2 separate regions of the Gossypium hirsutum genome follow, and region 2 is linked to region 1. The links are chromatin contacts, called in public Hi-C maps. All regions are on one chromosome and are shown on one strand. The core of a region is the stretch at or near the end of the contact, and the rest is flanking DNA. Distances in the headings are between cores, read along the strand shown.

What was found. A called contact is a pair of places that touch in the nucleus more often than the background predicts.
Region 2: a Hi-C map of leaf shows a contact between it and region 1, with 3 times the contacts expected there. The contact joins the promoter of LOC107892206 here to the promoter of LOC107892738 in region 1. A contact is called at or near these places in 8 of 34 Hi-C or Micro-C datasets (leaf, petal and seedling).

Annotation. Positions count from the first base shown.
Region 1 is chrD09:10,832,239-10,838,006 of Gossypium_hirsutum_v2.1, reverse strand. It overlaps LOC107892738, which reads left to right and starts at 3,558. Exons shown (of 2, transcript XM_016817791.1): 1 at 3,558-3,650; 2 at 3,717-3,929. The coding sequence starts at 3,558. The coding sequence ends at 3,929.
Region 2 is chrD09:11,116,813-11,122,580 of Gossypium_hirsutum_v2.1, reverse strand. It overlaps LOC107892206 (glycosyltransferase family 92 protein RCOM_0530710), which reads right to left and starts at 3,185. Exons shown (of 8, transcript XM_016817222.2): 1 at 2,828-3,185; 2 at 1,107-2,723. The coding sequence starts at 3,005.

The DNA.
Region 1 (5,768 bases), core at 2,309-4,808:
TCATATTCGGCCATAAGCTAGCAAAATGAGACTTTAATGAGTTAAATTTGTTTGATTTAGCTCAAGGAGTTAAAGGAGGTGAATCGAGCAAAGGCAAAGAAAAGGTCATCGAGTAGTCGAGTTGGAACCGTCTTACCCAACACGAGGTAAGTCATTAAGCATGTAGTTGGTATTATTTCAAATGGTCATAATGTTTATGTATTGATGCTGAATGGAATGAATAAATATACATATATATATATGCATGTACGTATGTGATGATGAAATTGTTGAATGAAAGAAAAGAGGTAAGATGTACTGAGTTGTTGATCTCGGCACTAAACGTGCGGGATAACCATTTATGACCATGAGATTGGCGCTAAGTGCGCGGGATTAAATTGTACAGCACTAAGTGTGCGAAATGAATATGATGCACTAAGTGTGCGAATTGACCATGCGGCACTAAGTGTGCGAGTTTGACTATGTAGCACTAAGTGTGCGATTTGATTACGTAGCACTAAGTGTGCGAGTTGATTATATAGCACTGAGTGTGCGGGCTCAATATACATTCGTGAATCATTATGGACACTATGTGTGCGACACCATTGAGTCGATCGCGGACAGCGGATCGGGTAAGTGTCTTGAGTACATGGCTAATAGGTGCTATGCTTATACTTGGTGTTGAGCTCGGTAAGTTGAACCTATGTGACAACTATACTTGAAGTCACGTACATAAAATTTATCGTAGGATGGGTGAAAGGCCGTTTAGTTGTTTGATTGTAACGAGAATAAATTGATTTATGAAAATGCTTCAATGTCCTATTGATGAGTATATGGATTGTGAATGCATGAATTGATATGAAATTGAATCGATAGGTTGGAGGAACTATGGTATGGTTCGGTATGGATGGAGTAAATTGTCTCGTTCCATTTTGTTTCCTCTTGTGATAATGTTATTGATGGATGGTAGTGCATTGCTTATGACTTACTGAGTTATAAACTCACTCGGTGTTTCCTTGTCACCCATTATAGGTTGCTTGGACTCATCTATTTTTGCGGGGTCAGGCCGTCATCGAAGTCATCACACCGGATAGCAAGTTTTGGTACTTTCTTCTTAGTTGGCTTAGAAGAACATTTTGGCATGTATAAGCTATTACGTTGTGTTTGAATTTTGGCATGTAAACTTTAAGCCATGCGAAAATGGCACGAATGTTCGATTGAGTTGGATCAAGGGTAGGCATGAGATGGACCTAGTTACTTTCGTAACAGATGCTGGCAGCAGCAGTGTCATGAGATTGAAAAATCACTAAAAATAGTAGGATTGGAATTAATTGATGAATAAATTATGTAATCGAAGCTCGATGAGTCTGCTTTCATGAGGAAGTAACGAAAAGATCATATGGGCAGTATATTAAGAGATAATCAGATTATTGTGGGACAGGGCCAGAACCGTATCTGGATTCCCTGCTCCGACTTTGAAAATTCATTACAAATTAACCAGAGATAATTAGGGGTCGTACCATATATGTACAGATTCCTCTCTGAGTCTAGTTTTCATAGAAACAAACGGCATCAGTATTGAAGCCCCGTGCAGGGAGATATCCAAGTCGTAATGGGCAAAGGTCAGTGTAGTCGACCCCTGCAACTTGGGAGACTTTGACTAATAAACTGTACTAATTGGGCCAACCAAAAATTCTAGAAAAAAATACATAGATGGGCACATGAGTCTAGTTTCTGGGAAAAATTACGAAACTGATTTTCGAGTTACGAAACTCAAGATATGATTTTTAAAACGACTAGTACACAGATTGGGCAGTGTCTGGAAAATAAATTTTGTAAGGGGTTAAAGTCAGTTAACACCTCGTGTTCGACTCCGGTGTCGGTTTCGGGTTCGGGGTGTTACAGAATTAAATTCAAGCATTTTAGTTTCATACTTTTAATTTTTACACTCTTTGAAATTTTGTCTTCATTGCATCAATTTCACTATACTAAACCTTACAATCTTTCCAAATTAGTCCTTGCTAACATATAATTCAATAACCCTTATAAATTCACTTCAATATCACTTTCAATTTAACTTACTACCATATAAAACTTCATTTAGGTCCACTAAAAATTATTTCATAACCTTCTTTTAGCTTCACTTAACAGTTATCACTTTCATATTTATTTTCAATCACTTAGTCACTAAATTTTCACTTCTCATATAAGTATGATTACTTATGACATTCACATATTACCACCTATGTTTACACTTCTTCATACTTTAAAGTCACCTACTATACCTCATTTCACTAATTTCATCTTTTTTTAATTAATGCACTTGACACATATTACTTAGCTCTTTCATTATTTTATTAATTTGAATATCAATTTTCAAATCTTATACACTTTAATATTTATTCATGAAATTTACACTTATGGTCACTTAATATCACTTTACAATACTTTATCACTTATTTAATCTATATCTTTTAATCACGATTCAATATCACTTACTATACCCACTTTACTAAATTTATTTCATTACTAGTTAAATCACTTCTCACTTCATAATTTCCAACTCAAGAATACTTATTTACATCTTTCTCTAAAATTTCAAATATTATTCAATTTAGTCTCACTTTCTAACATGTCTTATACATATCATAATTATTTCCACTTTCACTTATCATGTCACATATATGTCAATTTACTCATTTTAAACTTAAAATATTTCTAAATATTATTCCTCTCCATCAATTTCACACTATTTAGTGTTTTTAATTTATTTTTCATTCTCTACACTTAATTTGCAACATTTTTCAATATAATTCTTTGAAAAATAAATAGAGTTAATATGAGTGCTTACCTTTCTTTTGCTAGATTTCATTTCCTTACTTCTTTTCTAATCCTTTCACACTTTTGTCACTTGCTCTCATTTATCTATAATATTTTCATCACTTCTTTTCTTTCTCACTTCATTGACATGTTAGAACATAAGCAATTTCTTTACTAGAAATCACTTTTTCATATCTCTACTTTAACTAAACATAAATTTCAGAAGAAAATATTTGATATCTTACATTTTCTCTTTAATCTCTTCTCTATCTTCTCAAATTTCTTCACTTCAAACTCCAATTTCTCACTTTCATAATGATAATTGAATCCTCTAGGATATCTACTTCACTTTTCCTTTTTGATGGACTTGGAAATTCTCAGAACTTTAATCCTTCTAAGTCTATGGTGTGTTTTAGCCTCAACACCCCAAGAAATCAAAGGCGGCACCTTAGTGATGCGTTGGGGATATGGTTGGTTGAGACGATGGGAAATTATCTTGGTCTTCTGCTTATCATTGGAAAAAAAAGACAGGGGCTTTTCAACACATTCTCGATCGGTTCTCTAATAGGATAAATGGTTGGTCAAAAAGGTTTTTATCCTATGGTGGTAAGGATATTTTTATTATAGATATATTACAATCCTTGTCTACTTATGCTCTTTCAGTTTTTCTTTCTCCTAGAGGTATGACTGATGAGATGCTTTCGAGGATGCGAAGTTATTAGTGGGCTAGCAAAGCCAAAGGACGCAAATGGGTGATGATGGCTTGGGACACATTGTGCAAGCCAAAGGGAGTGGGCGACCTCAGATTTAGAGACCTTAGGCTTTTCAGTATTATGCTTCTAGAGAGACAAGTTTGGTGCCTTATTAACCACAAAGATACCTTGTGCTTCCATGTCCTCTACTCTAAATATTTTTAGGATGGAGATGTGTTTCATCCTAAAACGGTCGATAAGCCTTCCTTCGCTTGGACGAGTATCTCAACTGCAGCTAAAGCCCTCAAAGCAGGATTCGATTGGGAAATTAGGAACGGCAGAAGAGTGACAGTTTGGTTGAAAATGTGGGGTTTTGAAGGTCTTGATGGTAATACTTTAAGTGATCCTAGTGTTGACATTCAGGAAAGGGTGGTGTAAGACTTATGGAAACCTAATCACCTTGTTTGGGATGGTATTTGGGTCTGCGAGCTTTTTGGTGAAATGGTGGGGGAGTAGATTTGTGAGCTTCCCATCATCCCCAATAGGCCGATAGATAGAGTTATTTGGTTCCATAATAAAAATGGAAGTTACACAATGAAATCGGCCTATTCGTGGCTTATCTTCAAGAAGGTTGGCTTTGGTCCACATCGACTCTTTTGGAAGATCATTTGGAAGCTTCAGATACTTCCTAAAATTCTCTTCGTGTGGAGATTGAGCCATGATTTTCTCTTGAAGAATGTTCAAATCTCTTCAATTAAGCAAAGCTTTGGTAAGGGATGCTTGAAGTGCAGTGATGATGGAGATGAGACAGCCTTTCACGCTCTTAAGGAGTGCACGAAGGCCTACGCGATCCTTGCTCTCAGAGGGCTTAATGGTAGTCTTCTCAAAAGATTCATGAAAAATGCATTGATTGGTTGGAGGAGACTATGCATTTATTGGACAAAAATATATTCGAAGATTTGATTACGATTCTTTGGAATTTGTGGAATAGTCGTAACAATGTTATCTTCCGGGGTAAAAATGAGGATTCTAGGGCTATTTGGAAATGGGCAAATGTGCTTGGCGATGACTTTCGGATACACAACCTGACAAGCAAGGAAATTTTTCCCATGTCACCAAGGCCCCAAAAATGGGAGAAGCCCCCGATCGGATTACGGAGCTGTTTTGCTGTTTTGCTCATTTTATTTCGCTACTATTTTGCTCTCTGTTTTTCTCCCAAACTTTTAAAGGTCTCACCTTTTTCATTCTTGCAGTTATCATCTTCTTTTCCATTGCTCGACAAGCACCATCCACTTCCATTATTTCACACCCTCGTACATTCTTCAGCAAGGCAGCAGAAACTAAGTACCACCAAAACATTTCCAAACAGCCTCTGTGCTTAGAAAAGGGATTTCATTTTCAAGATAGGGATGGAGTATGCTAAAGCCATTTCATCCGTGGTGGAGAAACATGGATGGCAAGCTTTCTGTCTCCTTCCTGACGATGTTTTCCCTCAAGTGCTAAAGGAAATTTATGCTCATCTTAGTTCTCTTGAAAATGTGTTATGTGCGAGGTGCCTCAGTACTATTTGGTGCCAAGTCTATAAATGCACAATACGGGTTTTCTGATGGTTCAAATGAACACGTGGATTTTCTTAAGACAAAGAGAGTAGAAAAATTAAATCACGTGCTCACTGATGTCTGTGTAGAAGGCACCAAGTGGACGATATATAGGAATGATTGTTACACTGTTGATAGGATCACTTTAAAGCCCCATTGTAGGGTAAGATATAATTTCCTCAAAAATTGTTTCATCCCATCTACCCACAAATCTACAATCTCAAAGGAACATCTGATACTTCTTCACTTGATTATCATGGGACAAAAGATAAACGTTGGAAACATTATCTTTCGAGAGGTCCATCACTATGCCTTGAAAACGTTGGTGCTTTGAACTTTCCGTCGCTTATAACCGCACTTTGTTAAAAGGTCAAGGTTCCTCTTCAAGTCAATGAAGAACGAACCCCTAACAAAGGTGTCATTTCTAAGAAGTTGTTGTTGGAACCCGAGGAGGAGGAGGATGAGAGTGAAGAACCTACTGCAAAGAAGTAGACCACCGAAAAATAAAGAGAAGCAGAGAAAGCTAAATCTATCTAAGTTGACTCTGAGAACACTACAACTACCACCACACTAAGAGCAAAAGCACCTATAATCGCACGAGAATGTGTAGTTCATCAACTAATCAATGAACTCATGAAATCAAACTCTGATTCTAAAGATGAGCTACCTATTAGTCAAC
Region 2 (5,768 bases), core at 1,936-4,435, 280 kb before region 1:
ATTAAATACAAATTCAAAATGTTTGATTTTAATTGAAATCAAATATATATATATGAAAAGTACAAATATATTTAATTTTATATCATTTTAATATATAATTAAATTTATTATTTAATTAAAATTCAAAAATAAACGAAATAGAAAATACATAAATAAATAACAACAAAGGTATAGTTATCTTTTTCATTTAAATTTTGCTTAATAAATATATCCAATGGTCAAGTAAGTGGATATTTTTTAAAGTTAAAACCATAGAGGTTAAGTGTCTTTTAAGAAATAAATTTCCCTTCTTTTTAGCAAAAAATATTTTTTTTATCAAATCATAAGGGCTTGGAAATGTATTTTCATCTAACCTTAAAAAAGTATAAATTGGAATTTTTCAAACTTTCAGGATAAGTGGTTTCAAGGATTTGAATACTTCTTTTGAGGGGTAAATTACATAACTTCGAAACTTTTTCTATATTGGGATATAAATATTTTTTATTTAAATTAGGTCTTGAATTTGAAATTTGTTCACATTTGGGGCTTGAATTTTATTTTCTAAAGTATTAAAAACTCTCAAGTTTAGCCACCAACGTGGGAACAATTGTCAAAATAAGACCTAATAAGAGAATAATTGCCAAGTTCAATAAATAACTTGACAAAAAAAATTTCAAACCCCAAAATAAGAATAATTATTTCATCCATGCCTCTATATAATAACAGTTGCCAAGTTTAAAACTTAACTTGGACAAAAAAAAATACAGAACCCATTATGAAAAAGTTTCCAAGTTCAAGCTCCAACTTAAACCATTTTGTTTAACACATTGACCTAAACTGAAATTTGATACGTACGGTTTGAAATATTACTATATCAAATCCAAACAATCATTTAAGTTCTAAATTGATAGTTAGATAAAAATAATAATTTAATTAATCGTATAGGATGTAACTAAAATCTTTTTTTAAAAACTCCTAACACCAATTTAAAATCTAGATCATAACATGAAATTAATGCTACAAAACTCTACCAAATAACAATTTGTTATGTACAGAAAATCAAATCCAATTTCTACAAAGATTATCATCATAATATGAAGGGTAAAAGAAGTCTATTACAGTAATCTATTCCTTCTCTTGCACTTTATTTGTATTTTCTTCTTCTACAAACCAAGTTCCTGCTTTTTTATTAGTTGTAGTCTGCCATGGCAAAAGAGAGTTTTTTGGGTTAGCAAAGTTTCGCAACACCCTATCTTTTAGCCCTGTGTCGGTGACCTCACAAAACCGACTCGACCAATCAACTGGTTCGACGGCTCTAGTCCCTAATCCAGGGGCTCGGTCCTTGGACCTTACGTTTTGCTCATCTTTCCAATCAGCCACGTACGTAGCCACTCTCCTATAGAACTTCTGTTTGAACACTTCCCATACTTGGTATTTGTAGTGGTTTACAACCATCATTCTTCTATCAACATCTATGAATCTAAAATCATCTCTCAAATGGAAATGATGTACAATATTGATTAATGTGGAATTCAATGCTTCTGGCTTCACTATACTCTTGTGCCTCTCCGGCACCACGAGCCGACACGTGTATCCGACCATCACGCCTTGTTTCGGTATCTGTTTGAGCCCTGACGGTCCAAAACTGTAACATGAGACACGAAGTTCACCAATTGAAATGTGTCCGAAACTAGTTATGGTTGAGGTTAAATTTGAGATCACATCATGTAAGAATAAGCCCGTAGGCAAGTGCAAAAACTCGTCTACATCGATGAACCCGATCCATTCACAAGAACCCTTGGCTCTCAAGGCGCAATGAGAGAAACCTCCTTCTTGGGTCTTGATCCATGGCCAAATGTGCCTCGAGATGTTGTAACCGGCGTTGAATAACGATTCGATGACTTGATCAGTGTCGTCGTCACTGTTGTTATCGTAAATGTACCAACGTTGTACCCCGATTAGGGCATGGTAGATGACCCATTCCTTCAAAAACCTCGCTTGGTTACGTGCCATGGTGCAAATGCAGGTTTCGTGTGGTTTTCGGGTGGGTAACGGGTCACGACCAGAATCCGACAAGAAACCCAATCGAGCTATGGAAGGTAATGTTCCTCCACCCTTGATCCTAACTGAAACCTTAACAGAGCTATTGACTTTTTTTTGACTATTCAAAACAATTAAAGGCGTTCTGCACCGTACGATCTCTTGAGCTATTGATAAAACCTCTGATCTCAACACAAGTTTTAGCCTGCTAAAATCTTCGCCGTACACGCACTCAAATCTTGATGCGTTGGAGACTCTTTCTGGCCGTAGATTAAGACCCTTGACAAAAACGACCGTCGTATTATCATTATCGACCAAAGCTTCGTACGCAAGCGAGTCCCAGTAGTGAGTGGGACCAGCTGGAAAGACCCCATTTGACTTTGAACCAACCGTTATAAGCAGTCCACGTGGGCCACTAGGACATCGTACGATCTGCTCACCTAGCTGCTCCGTATCAACACGAGCCGGCGACTGCTTAAGCCGCGGCACGGGTGAGGTGTTATGAACCGAGAGGTACACGCAGTCAAGTTCCTCTTTGGTAAATAAACGAGCCGACCGAGGGTATTTTAGGAAAAGTATAACTTGATCGGGGAGCAAAACGGTTTCACGAACCGAGAGTATCTGAGTTACCGGATGTTCGCCAGACACGATGGCGTTTGCGGTTGGAGTTTTGCGTGCGAACTTCAACACAGGCTCGAATCTTTCTGTTTTTTTTTTAAAATACATAATTCAAAAAATAATAAAAAAAAGTAAGCTACTGATGAATAAAAAAACCAAAAGAAATAGCTAAAGAAATAGACAAAATTACCTCCAAAAAGAAAGCGAAAGTTAGAGTAGGAGAAGCCATTGAAAAGAACGAAAGTGGAGACGATGAAAGCAGCGAACCAGAAAAATTTGCCCCAGGAATTGATGTAGTTCCGACTACGGAACCTCATTGATTTCCGTCCCTTTGGAAACCAATTGAGAACAACCAAAAACTTTCTCATTCATCTGAGTCGTTTTGGCTCGATTATCGCAGGTTTTTTAAATCCAAATATTATTTTTGTTCGTTTGGATTTTCTTTCGAGTACTCGAAAACTGAAAAGAAAATTTAGGGGAAAATAAAAGAAATTAAAAAGAGAGAAAATTTAGGTGCTGCTATCAAAATCATGCTTTGATGTTTCGACCGTTCGTGTCGGTTTATATTCGGTCGTTACTTTTTCCTCCGTTTCCTCGGTGATGATCCTCTGTGTTTAGAGGTTCATCTTGTTTTTTCACCTCTTTGGCTGTTCTCCAATAAGATTATGCCACGCCATCATTACCTGATGATGAAAAGGGTTTTTTATTTACTACTTTTAATCGTGGCCTTGTTGCTTTGGGGATTAATTGTTGTTTTCAGTAACTTAGGAAGAATCCAAACAGGTAAATTATTTCATTTAGAATATTAACCTTTAAAGGATTGAGATTTTTCTTATTCACGGTAATGTTGTAACTTTTAATGGAATTAAATATAAGTATTTTTTTAGCTTTGATTTTATCACTCTATTAAATAAAATTTAAATATATTATATTAATATATAAAACATTTTCTTGCTGAAAATATTTGATTTAGCTCCATGAATTTAGAACGTATTATAAAATGAAATGAATTCAAATAAGTATAGTCAATACCTATTTTTTTAAAATAAATAATTTTTGTTCTCTTATCACTTAATTATTATTTTTATATAATTTCATATCACTTTTGAGTTAATTTGAAGAAGAAGAAGACAAATTTATTTTAATTATTTTAAGGATAATTTATTGATTTGGGTAAACAAGTTTGAGAAATGTGTAGAGAAACGAAGATACTGAATTTAAGGCATATGGGTGGAAACTGGAAAGGAATAACTGTCAACGATGAACTGGTACACTGAATGAGGAAAGACTTCATCTAGCCGCTAAGAAACAGCCACGTGGACGTATTCGGAAAGCTTAGATATGCATAATGTAGCAAATTAGCTACCTTTCGTGTTGATTATGCAAACTCAAATGCCTCCATGATTGAAGGGACCACTATTCTCAAAGTGAGACCTATGATCTCAGAACTTGCCACATCACCCATGAGTTAAGGTTGAAAATCAATCCTCTTAAAAAGTAGGAAAAGGGAGGAATGGAATTTTTCCTTTCCTTTTCAAAAGAAATATATATTTATTTATTTACTTCGTTGAATTTAATTTTTAGTTTTTATTTTTTGATACTATGTCTAAAATTATTTATAGCCCCTCTCAAATTTTTAAATAAAAGATAATGGGTTTCAGTATACTCAAATTACCCGTATGTTATTATTTCAATTTCTTGAGTGGTCTAAGGATTTAAAGGATTGAGATTGAGAAATGCATGTTAAATGTACTTATAATGGTGTTCAATTTTCGAAAGCATAATTTTCAAAAAATTGGTTAAGAGACGATATTCAAATAAAAATTCTATTTTCTTTTTGCTTGAAACTTTGGCACAGATTTAAACTACAACCTTCTCATAAAGATTCAATGAAAAGAAAAAAAAATATAAAAAGAATTATTTTTGTTTTTTAACAGTTTGGGAAATGGAAACTCAACTACCTTTCAGCTCTCCTCGAAAATGATATTCGTTTTTTAAAACTTTTTAAAAAATTAAAAAAATAAAAAAGTTAAAAACGAAATGATTTATAACTTTAACAATTAAAAAAAACTAAATTGTTTCAAAATACCAACTAAATTACAACTCAATCTACTTTTCAAAATGATTAAACTTTAACATCCAATTTTTTTTTTCATATTTCATTTTAAATACTGCCTACTAAATTGGTCACATATTAAATTTTAATAGTAAAAGAATTTCAACATAGAACTCTTACTTTTTAAATTTATTATGTATAAAAGATTGAGAAAATTTAGTACAAAAATTCATTGAAGTAGTTTTAAAATATATTTTTATAAAATTTAATTAATTAAAATAAACAAATTCAAAATTTAAAAAATTAAGCTAAAAAATGGGATTTTTTACATATAAAATACTAAAAAAAATTAAATACTTAAATGGTATGTCAATACTATTATTTGCCAAAATGGTATATTTGCAACAGTATAAAGGGGTGGAGGGAGAGAGATGGGTGGTACCTATTTTTTTCTGACACAATGATTGACACGTCATTACAAAATGATGTGTTTTTTTAAAAAATATATATTTTTTAAGGATGGAAGGAGAGAGATGGGCGATACCAATATTAAAAAAAATAGAAATATGGTTTAATAAAATGATAAATTTAATTTAAAAAAGTAATAATAAAATAATGTGTTGGGTGTTGGTAATTAATGGGGACTTGAATGCCATCGGGACTTTTGTGCACGGGGGTGGAGGGCTAACCATCGGTGACACCAGTGCTGGTGGAGGGCTGACTGTAGGCAGCATCACCAGTTGAGTGACCATTTGGTCACGGGGACCTAAGCCCAAATAAGATGTGCCTTTTTTTTAATTTATGCATTCAAGTCCTAATGGTGGTCCATACATCGTGTCAACGGTGTGGGCTATTTGTCGGATGAACGTATTATGCCATACTTGGAGGCATCTGGATTTGAATCAGCAGCATTGGTCCGCATGTTTGATTTGAAGTAAGACTTGATTTCCGCGTTGGTCGAGCGGTGGCGCCTAGAGACCTACACTTTTCATTTGCCGTGTAGGGAATGCATCATCACCTTGGAAGATGTTACATTGCAATTAAGGCTCCCCATCGATGGTTTTGTAGTCATGGG